3 separate regions of the Mus musculus genome follow, and regions 1 and 2 are each linked to region 3. A link is a contact called in public HiChIP or PLAC-seq data. All regions are on one chromosome and are shown on one strand. Each heading gives the region's core, a stretch centred on a gene start, on an enhancer-like site or on the middle of the called end of the contact. The rest is flanking DNA. Distances are from core to core; before and after follow the strand shown. Region 1 overlaps Wdr11 (WD repeat domain 11). Region 2 overlaps Gm33248 (a long non-coding RNA gene). Region 3 holds the start of Fgfr2 (fibroblast growth factor receptor 2).

Region 1 (2,700 bases), core at 74-2,573, 650 kb before region 3:
AGCAGGACTTGGGGAAATGGTCTTAGGGAATCTCTAAGCAAACATCTGCTTGGTGCTACCAGGCTTACAGACAGTAGATCGCATTCAGTGAGTTCTTCCTTTTACTCTAGAAATTGTGAGGACTTACCTGCTAGGGGGGGAAGAAAAAAGAAAGAAGAGGAAAAAAAGAACTTTTCTAGTGATTGGCCCAGTTGTATGATAATCAGTGTGGGTGTATTTATTTAAAACAGGCCTGATGAAGACAGCAGGGCTTCAGTTAGTTCCTGACTAACTGTGCTAACCATGAGTGATAATGGCTACTCCTACTCGGTGCCCTCTGTACTGTTTCTGTGTAACTAATGAGACTGAGGTGCAGAGGGTAAATACTAGAGTCGTCCATCCCACTGTGTCTGGAGAAAGAAGGTGAGAACTTGAGCCAGGAATGGAAATTCCCAAGTGTGCTCATTCCAAGCAGCCATTAGTCTGGGTGTTCGGTACAGCTTTGTTTTGAAATCATTCTAGTCCTAACTACTATAGCTATTGCTACTGTTTCAAATGCTGTTTTTGGCTCTCTGTTGATTATGTTGTCCTGCGAAAAGACAAATACTTGGGTACCCAGGAACCAATGAAGAAAATGCTTGTAGTTAACATAGCAGATGAGAGTTGGCTGAGAGCCTTAGCCTGGTTATCCCACAGTCGGGAGGCTGAGGCAGGAGAATGACTATAGGCTATGTAGTGTGCTTGAGGTGAACCTGGAATATAGAGCAAGAATATCTCAAAATAAAATAAATGACTGCAGGTAAAGTTCTGAAGATAGAGCAGTGAGCTTGGGTGAGGCAAATGTCTGATGGCCTTGAAAGCTGCAGACAGGAGCTTACATAGACACAGGAGACGATTGTACTGCTTTGGGGAAAGCAAGACAGAAACAAGAAGAAATATCTCATGCATAAGATTGTTGTAGATCAGAGGGCAATAAGCATTTTTCATAATGGATCAATAATAAAGTTTTGAGGCTTAAGAGTTTAGATCCTGAAGGTTCTCACAGCTGCTCACGTCTGCCATTGTATTGTGAGAGCAGCCCTAGGCTCTACCATTTGCATTGCAAAGAGCTGGCCTATGGCTATTAATGGACAACTGTACATGGGACCCAGCTTTAGACATTGGTGTTAACTAGTTTTACTACATGGAAGAAATGTACCACCACTGCTTGTCAGTCCCCTGTCAGCCCCACGTGGACAAGGCATCCATACTGTCCTGTGGGGTGGCCTTCACTGAGCCCAGGTTTTATCTGCATGAGGGAACATTTGGAGCTTCTGTCGCCGTCTCCATCTGAAAGCTAACGGCAGGCTCTTTGCTCCATCCAATGTTGCTCTAGTTTTGCAGCTGGGAATTTTGATAACATCTCTAGCAGACACTGGAAGGATTCATCTCTGAATGTTTCTGTGCTGTTTGCTTTAAGCAGTTAGGTACTTAAAAATTGCTGTGAAGTGTTTTTCCCTAGCTAGATTTTAGTATCCATTTAAACGATGGTATGGACTGATAACTATCTTGTCACTATACTTGGATATAAAATTTTAATTAGAACAAATTTCACATATGTCAAGAATGCATTAATGTAGCCTAAAAGGGTAAGAATAATATTTTGTTACATTATGTAATAAAATGAGGCCTTAGGATACCCTAAATTTTCAAATAAATTTTTCAAATGAGAAAAGATACAAAACTAAAATGTGTTTGCTTTCTAGGGGTATTGAATGGACAAGCTTGACCAGTTTCCTTTCTTTTGCTGCTTCGACCCCAAACAACATGGGGTTAGTAAGAAATGAACTTCAGCTGGTTGATCTCCCAACAGGTCCGTGTCTCGCCTTCCTGAAAGGTTGGGGTAGTGTATCATGCTGATGGGAGACGCTACTGGCATAAAATGTCCTCAGAGCATTTTCTTTGGCCTTGGTGTGTGTTCTTACATCCTGTTTACTTTCTCTAGTTCTATAATAATTGCCCTAGAAATGTCACAGCGTTGCTTCTGTGTACTCACCACTAGTGTAGCACAAGCTAAGTGGAAAACCATTAGCTGAACTCACAGATGCATGACAAAAGGTGAGGTCCAGTCTTCTTTTGCAGTGTTTTATGTATAGCAGCATTCATGTAGAGGTCAGAGGACAGTTCCTGGGAGCCAGTCATTTCCTTTAGCCATGTTGGCCTGGGATTGAAGTCGATGCAAGCGACTGTGCCCGCTGAGCCACTTCACAGGCTCTCTAAAAGATAATTTTTAAGCTTTCTCTGTAGTTGTAGATTTTAGGTCCTCTGCTTAGAATTTGGACCATTGTATGAAGGAAGCCTTCAACAATCGTATAGGTTAGTGATGATTTTAAATGCTCAGATCTAAAGCTTTTGATAGCGAAAGGCTGATTGAATTAGGGAGCATACAAAGTCTTTGCAGTAGAAAACATTCTACAGCTAGGAATGTGGCTTCATTCATACAGTGCTTGCCTTAGCATGTGGAAGCCCTAAGTTCTAGCGCCAGCACCACACAAACTGGGAGTGATCCCAGCACTCAGGAGGATGAAGATGCATCATACTCAGCTCATCACAAGTTCAAGGCCAGCCTAGGAAACTGAGCCCTGTCTCAGTTGAAAAGGGGGAGGATAGGGCTCTTACTCTGGGAACTGGTTCAGCGTTAACCCGGGGGTTAGAGAAAGAGAACTGATCCCCACAGGTATT
Region 2 (2,700 bases), core at 51-2,550, 570 kb before region 3:
CTGGACCTTCAGGACGACTTAGCAGTGCAAAGGGGGCTTTGAAAGAGGGCTGGAAGGAGGGAGGTAGCAAGCACCTTGGTCTAGTCCCGGGGCACTCCAAACACACAGAGAGAGCCTGTCTGTGGGCTTCTCTCAGATAGAGGACCACCGATTCTCAGCCCCAGAGCGGGGGTGAGCAAAGAGGTGGGCCGGTAGAATTCAGAGGGCACCTTCTTATCTGAAGAAGGTCAGCAGTGAAGCTGGCCCAGGGATCACTTCAGAATGACTTCCCAGAGCCAGCTGTCTACTGGGTTAGTGTCCATTCATATCTAGCTTTTAAGTACTAACCATGCCCTCGCCTGAGGCTCAGCCCAGGGTCTGGGAGACGAAGGACAGTAGTTCCTGTTTTTTCATGTGGTCTGGTGACAAAGGCACATGCACTTTATTTTAGGACAAGACAAACACCAAAGGGCAGTGTTGGACTGCAGGGGGGACCAGGAGACCTTACTGACTCGTCGGCAATAAAGTTTGTGTGGTAGGCTTTGATGACTACTATGGGCATCCTCTGTATGTGTGTGTGGGGGGCGGGGGGATGTTACTCTGCTTTCAGGGGAGTCTCTGACTTCTTTTTTATAACTTGTGGTGAATGGAGCCAGGTCTTCTTGACCCGATACTGAGGGATAAAGAGGGACAAAGGAGCTCCAGGAGATGGCAGAGCGAAGCCAGGGTTCTTGGGAGTCAAGAGAGATCTTGGGGTATTGTTCTGGTTGTGGGGAGGAGAGGATGGTCACTTCTATCCCAATGCTTTGCCCCACTGCTGTTGGTGTCCATGTGGACCCCAGCCATGCCCAGAAGGATCCCAAGAATGATGACGATCCAGAGACAGGGGACAAAAGGGAATTAGGAACGCAGGCCAGGGACAGTTACTAGCATTGCCTGCAGAGCCTAGGAGTCTACTCAGAGAAGAACTCACAGCCTGAGGCTGGCCCCTTTCAGGAATTTGTAATGCGACTCCCTTGTGTGAGGTACAACCATGGAGTCACACATCACTGCTTAGACTCCCGAGCCACCTCCCAGCCTCAGTGCCTTACACCCTTTTTAACTGAGCACTCTGAGCAAAATGCCAAGGACCTGGGTCTTAAACAGGCTCCCCTTGTCCTTCTCTGGTCACTTGAGCATCCATTACAGGCTTTCTGGCATCCTTCAGGCTCTCCTGCTGGCCCTGGCTTGGGACCCTCCTTCTGCCTCCCAGTGCCTCCCACTTCCTGTCTCTCCAACTGTCCCAAGGAAAATGCAAACCTTCTGTGCTCAGCACAGGCATGCCCGTCAAAGTACTGAAACATCATCTTTGTGGGTGGTTTCAGAGCCTGGCTGCCAGAGCCAAGGCAGTCAATGGGACTGCTGACTGACTTTCTTCCACTTGAGAGGGGAGCAGCCCGTGACTGGGATCCTGTTCCGAACAAGGGATGGGGAAAGACAGAGCCCTTGCTCCCTGCCTGTGTTTGTGTGGAGCCTTCAATGCCTTTTCCAGTTCACTTTGACTTCCTCAGCAACAGCCTGAGAGGTGGGGTTTGTCTTCCTCAGTTTACAGAGTAGCAATCCGAAGCTCTGAGAACTGACATGACTTTCCCAACTCTACTCTCCCATCTGTCACAGTCTGATCACAAACTGAATTCTCAGTTTGATCCTAGCGTCTTTTCCCTTTGATAGGCATGTGGGCATAGTGTCCAGCCCGACCCATGGTGGAGGGTCCCCCTCAATGAGCAATGATACAGGTATTGATGTCACCAGGACACATAATCTACTACAGGGACAAAAAAAAAAAAAAAAAAAAAAAAAACCCAAAAACCAAAAAACAAAAATCATGAGACCAAGCATTCAAAATATCTACATACTTGACCTAGAGAATTTCCTTGTTGGATGCCACCTGCAGGGGTTAGTGTGGGCCTTGAGCCTTCTTGCATCTCTGTATGGGGTAGGTCCCACCCTTAGGTACAGGTAGCATTGGGCATCCTTTGTGCTCATCTCTTCTGTTCATTCATGCCAGGATCATTCATGTATATGCTCCATCTCCTAACCTCACTGCTAGGCAGACATGTTTCTGGGCCCTCCTGACATTCTTTCTCCTTCCTTTAGATCTCTGGCACCTGGCACTGCCACCAAGGGACATCTCAGAGTCTAAGAGTGCCAAACATGGGCACCTGCCTCAGGAATGCATTTGCTATTCCATCTGTGTAGCTGTGTTCCATAAACTGTCTCTGCTTTCCAACAATTAGTGGGGGGAAAATAGGCTTTGAATCTGAAGGGGAGTAGGAATGGGAATTACGGGGTGTTTTAGAGGGAAGAAAGAGAAGGGAGAAATGTAATTAAATTATAATCTCAAAAATTAAAAAAAATCTCTTTTCTATCTGTATAACTTTCTGGGATCCAGGAACTGACATCCTAGCAGGCTCCTGGGCGATGCAGATGCTGGCATTCTGGGCACTGCCCTTTGGAAAGCTATGATGACCACTGAAGCAGAACAGACCAAAGCAAAGAGGTGGGAAAGTCGCGAGAAGATACAGGACTGGCTGGGATACATCAGGAAGAGGAGCTGCGATGGATGGGACTTCAAATGGAAGTTGGTGATTATATCCGTCCCAGCACCTCCCGCCTTGCAAGAGAGGCCTTATAAATCCTGGTCACAAGGAAGGGAAACAGAAGCTCAAGGAAGAGAGAGCC
Region 3 (2,700 bases), core at 179-2,678:
TGTAGTACCAGGCTGGAGCTTCCAGAATCCAAGGACCAGGCACCCCAAAGATGCCCTTCCCGAACCGCCTATGGGCTGTGCCACTGGCAGGCGGCCCCACGGCGCGCCGGCTCTGAGCTCAAAGGAACGCGCCCAGTAGGCAGGACTGTGCCCGCCGGAGTCTGACAGGAAAGGGGTGCCAGCGGCAGAGGCAGATGTCAGCATTGGGATGGAGGTGCTGAAAGAACTCCCCCAAAGCCAGCCATCCGCATTCATCCACTCCTCCATCACCAATACAGTCAGAGACTGACAGGGTGCGCCCCCAAATAGGTTTACCCGCGCCTTCCTCCCGGGGATCCTGCGCCCCCGCATCCTCCCACGGCACCCACTTTCCCGGCTGGCGAAGCTCCCAGAGGCGTTCGGCACGACGATTACCTTGAATGGCAGCGCTCCTCTGCGCTCGGTGCTGCGCCGGAGCCCAGAGTGGATCGGGATGGAGCAGGCGATGATCTCGGAGGAAAACTCCAAAAAGAGAACGATTCCTTGGGTAGCAGCCGGCGCCAAGGTTCCGAGGCTTCACGCGCGCCGGGGATCGCAGAACAGCTAGGACATGACACCGGAGCTGCTCTCGGATCTGGGCAGCAGCAGAAGAAAGGACTGGAGCTTGGCGTTGCCTACTCCAAACTTTGCTGGCGAGTAGTGAACACTCGCAGCGCTCAGGAACGCTGAGGCCCGGGGGCTCACGCCCGGCCCCCGCCAGCCCGGAGAGCAGTCGCCACGCCGGGCCAGGAACACACAGGCAGCCCCCGCGCCGGAGCTCTGGCGGCCGCGCGTTCGATCGTCCGTGCGCCCGTTCCGCGCCTGCCGCCGCCGCCGCTCGCCTCTCCCGGCTCTCTCCCCTCGCCGCCCGCGCCGCCGCCGCAGCCTCCTCGGGCGGGTCACGCCCCCCGCTGAAACCCGAGCCGTTTCCTGGACGGCGGCGCCCGCTCTGCCAATCAGCGCCTCGCGCTGGGGCAGTCCCGAGCCCCGCGCTGCCCCCGAAGCCTAGCAGCCGCAAAGAGACACCCGCCAGGCAGGCGAGGGGCCCCGCCGCGCTGCCCGCAGGGGTGCACAGATGACCTCTCGGAACCCTGTTGGTGAACGGCCTCTGTACGCCACTGCCCCAGTTCCTAGCCAGCTTTGGTGCACAGTGGATGCGTTACGTTGTTTTATGTCAAGTTAGGAAACAAATGACAGAATGCTGTGCAACTTCAGACACCTTAGAATAGGTCTGCAGCATACTGGGGCCAGACATTTCATGTCATGAAGCTTTGAGGGTGGAAGCAGCGGATGTTCGTGGGAGATGTTGCGTTGTCTTGTTCCTCTGAACAATAGACAGGGGACGAGTGTTTGGGAAACCCTCCTTTAGGAAGGGAACACGTGAATAGGTAATTGTACTTATCCGCACATCTGCCTGCAGAGTAACAGAACCAGATTCTGACAAGAAAACTGAAGATCGGAGAGGTTAACACAACCGGCTGCTGGATGAGCCCTTTAATGTGGCTGCCATGGGAAAAGGCAATCTACAACAGAAAACATCTTTAATAGTATCAATGTAGGTTAACATAAAGAAATCCAAAGGAGGGCTGGAGATGGATCAGCAGTTCAGAGTGCTTCCTGCCTTCTTAAAGGCCAAAAGCCAGTTGCTGGCTAAATATCAGTCCCTCACAATGGCCTGTAACCCCAGTTGCAGAGTCATCCAAAGCCTCTGGTCTCCTTAGGAAACTGCACTCGTGAACACAAAGATACAGGCATATAGTTTAAAAATAGAAATAAATATTTAAAAGAAAGTAGGGCTGGAGAAATGGCTCCGTAGTTTAAGAATACTGCCAGAGATTGGTTCAATTCCCAGCATCCACTTGGCTTGCTCACAATCACCTCTAAGTCCAGTTCCAGGAGTCCCGACGCCCTCTTCTGGCCTTCAGAGATACTGCATGCACAATGTGCAGACAGACATGCAGGCAAACATCCATACCAATCAAATAAAATGAAAATTAATTAATTAATTAATTAATGAGAGGGGGAAGAAACTTGAAAGAGTCTAGAGAGGTGTTGGAGATGTAGCCTAGTAGTAGAACGCTTGCCTTGCATGTACAAGGCCTGATCTCCATGCCACCTAAGAAAGAAACAGAGAAAGAAACAAAGAATCAGAAACAGAAAACACACTCACTCTACCAAAAACCAAGTCATCTGACCGTGAGCAAATTGGATTCTCTCCCTGACTCTTACACTCTTCTGTTGCAAAGCAGGATTCTTTAACTAAATGTCAGGCCGGGCTGTAATGATTGGCATCTCCCATTTGTCTCTCCCACTAGACTACCTTGAGATCATTTATCTTTCAGTACGCACTCCCTTTCTCTCTTTCATCCCTTGAGCAGTTGTGTTTAAAGTCAAGGCCATATAAATTGTAACTCTAGCACTCAGAAGTGTGAGGCAGGAGGATTGCCTTGTGTTTGGGGGCCAACTTGGTCTACATAGTAAGTTTGAAGCCAGCTACATTTTGTCTAAATAAATTGAATCTTAATTATTGGGTCAATTATTGAGGTCCCAGACCTCGCAGGATAAAGAGAAGTTCGGGAGCTTGAAAATGGTTTCAGGTACATGCTGAGTTTGTGTCAGCCCTGGGCTATATAAGATCCTGGCTCAAATAGGTCACTAAGTTCAGAAAAGCCTTAGACTCTC

Evidence for each region. HiChIP or PLAC-seq counts read pairs in DNA pulled down with a chosen protein or histone mark.
Region 1: a contact with region 3 is called in an H3K27ac HiChIP or PLAC-seq map of SST interneurons, with 20 times the contacts expected there. The contact joins the enhancer-like site here to the promoter of Fgfr2 in region 3. A contact is called at or near these places in 1 of 484 Hi-C or Micro-C datasets (bone marrow-derived macrophages), 10 of 115 datasets of contacts at active chromatin or transcription factors (SST interneurons, embryonic basal ganglia, embryonic forebrain and 4 more) and 2 of 9 other capture datasets (adipose tissue and embryonic stem cells).
Region 2: a contact with region 3 is called in an H3K4me3 HiChIP or PLAC-seq map of embryonic limb bud, with 13 times the contacts expected there. The contact joins the enhancer-like site here to the promoter of Fgfr2 in region 3. A contact is called at or near these places in 2 of 39 promoter capture datasets (both in embryonic stem cells), 4 of 15 datasets of contacts at CTCF or cohesin (embryonic stem cells, large pre-B cells, pro-B cells and 1 more), 12 of 484 Hi-C or Micro-C datasets (the Patski cell line, bone marrow-derived macrophages, embryonic fibroblasts and 3 more), 20 of 115 datasets of contacts at active chromatin or transcription factors (the NIH/3T3 cell line, craniofacial prominence, embryonic basal ganglia and 13 more) and 4 of 9 other capture datasets (adipose tissue, embryonic stem cells, liver and 1 more).

What each region holds. Positions count from the first base shown.
Region 1 is chr7:129,612,143-129,614,842 of GRCm38.p6, forward strand. It overlaps Wdr11 (WD repeat domain 11), which reads left to right. Exons shown (of 29, transcript NM_172255.3): 12 at 1,725-1,831. Among named protein-coding and RNA genes, the nearest start is that of Wdr11, 22 kb to the left of the region's middle. Within about 2 kb of position 1,324, at least 4 of the 459 cell types and tissues checked have an H3K27ac peak or open chromatin away from gene starts, as enhancers often do. A contact at or near this core is called in SST interneurons, where this site is marked.
Region 2 is chr7:129,690,696-129,693,395 of GRCm38.p6, forward strand. Gm33248 (a long non-coding RNA gene) reads left to right here. Exons shown (of 3, transcript XR_378521.3): 3 at 2,411-2,700. Among named protein-coding and RNA genes, the nearest start is that of Gm33248, 25 kb to the left of the region's middle. Within about 2 kb of position 1,301, at least 44 of the 459 cell types and tissues checked have an H3K27ac peak or open chromatin away from gene starts, as enhancers often do. A contact at or near this core is called in craniofacial prominence, embryonic limb bud, neural tube and 1 more, where this site is marked.
Region 3 is chr7:130,265,380-130,268,079 of GRCm38.p6, forward strand. It overlaps Fgfr2 (fibroblast growth factor receptor 2), which reads right to left and starts at 1,429. Exons shown (of 18, transcript NM_010207.2): 1 at 415-1,429. RefSeq lists a promoter at 762-987.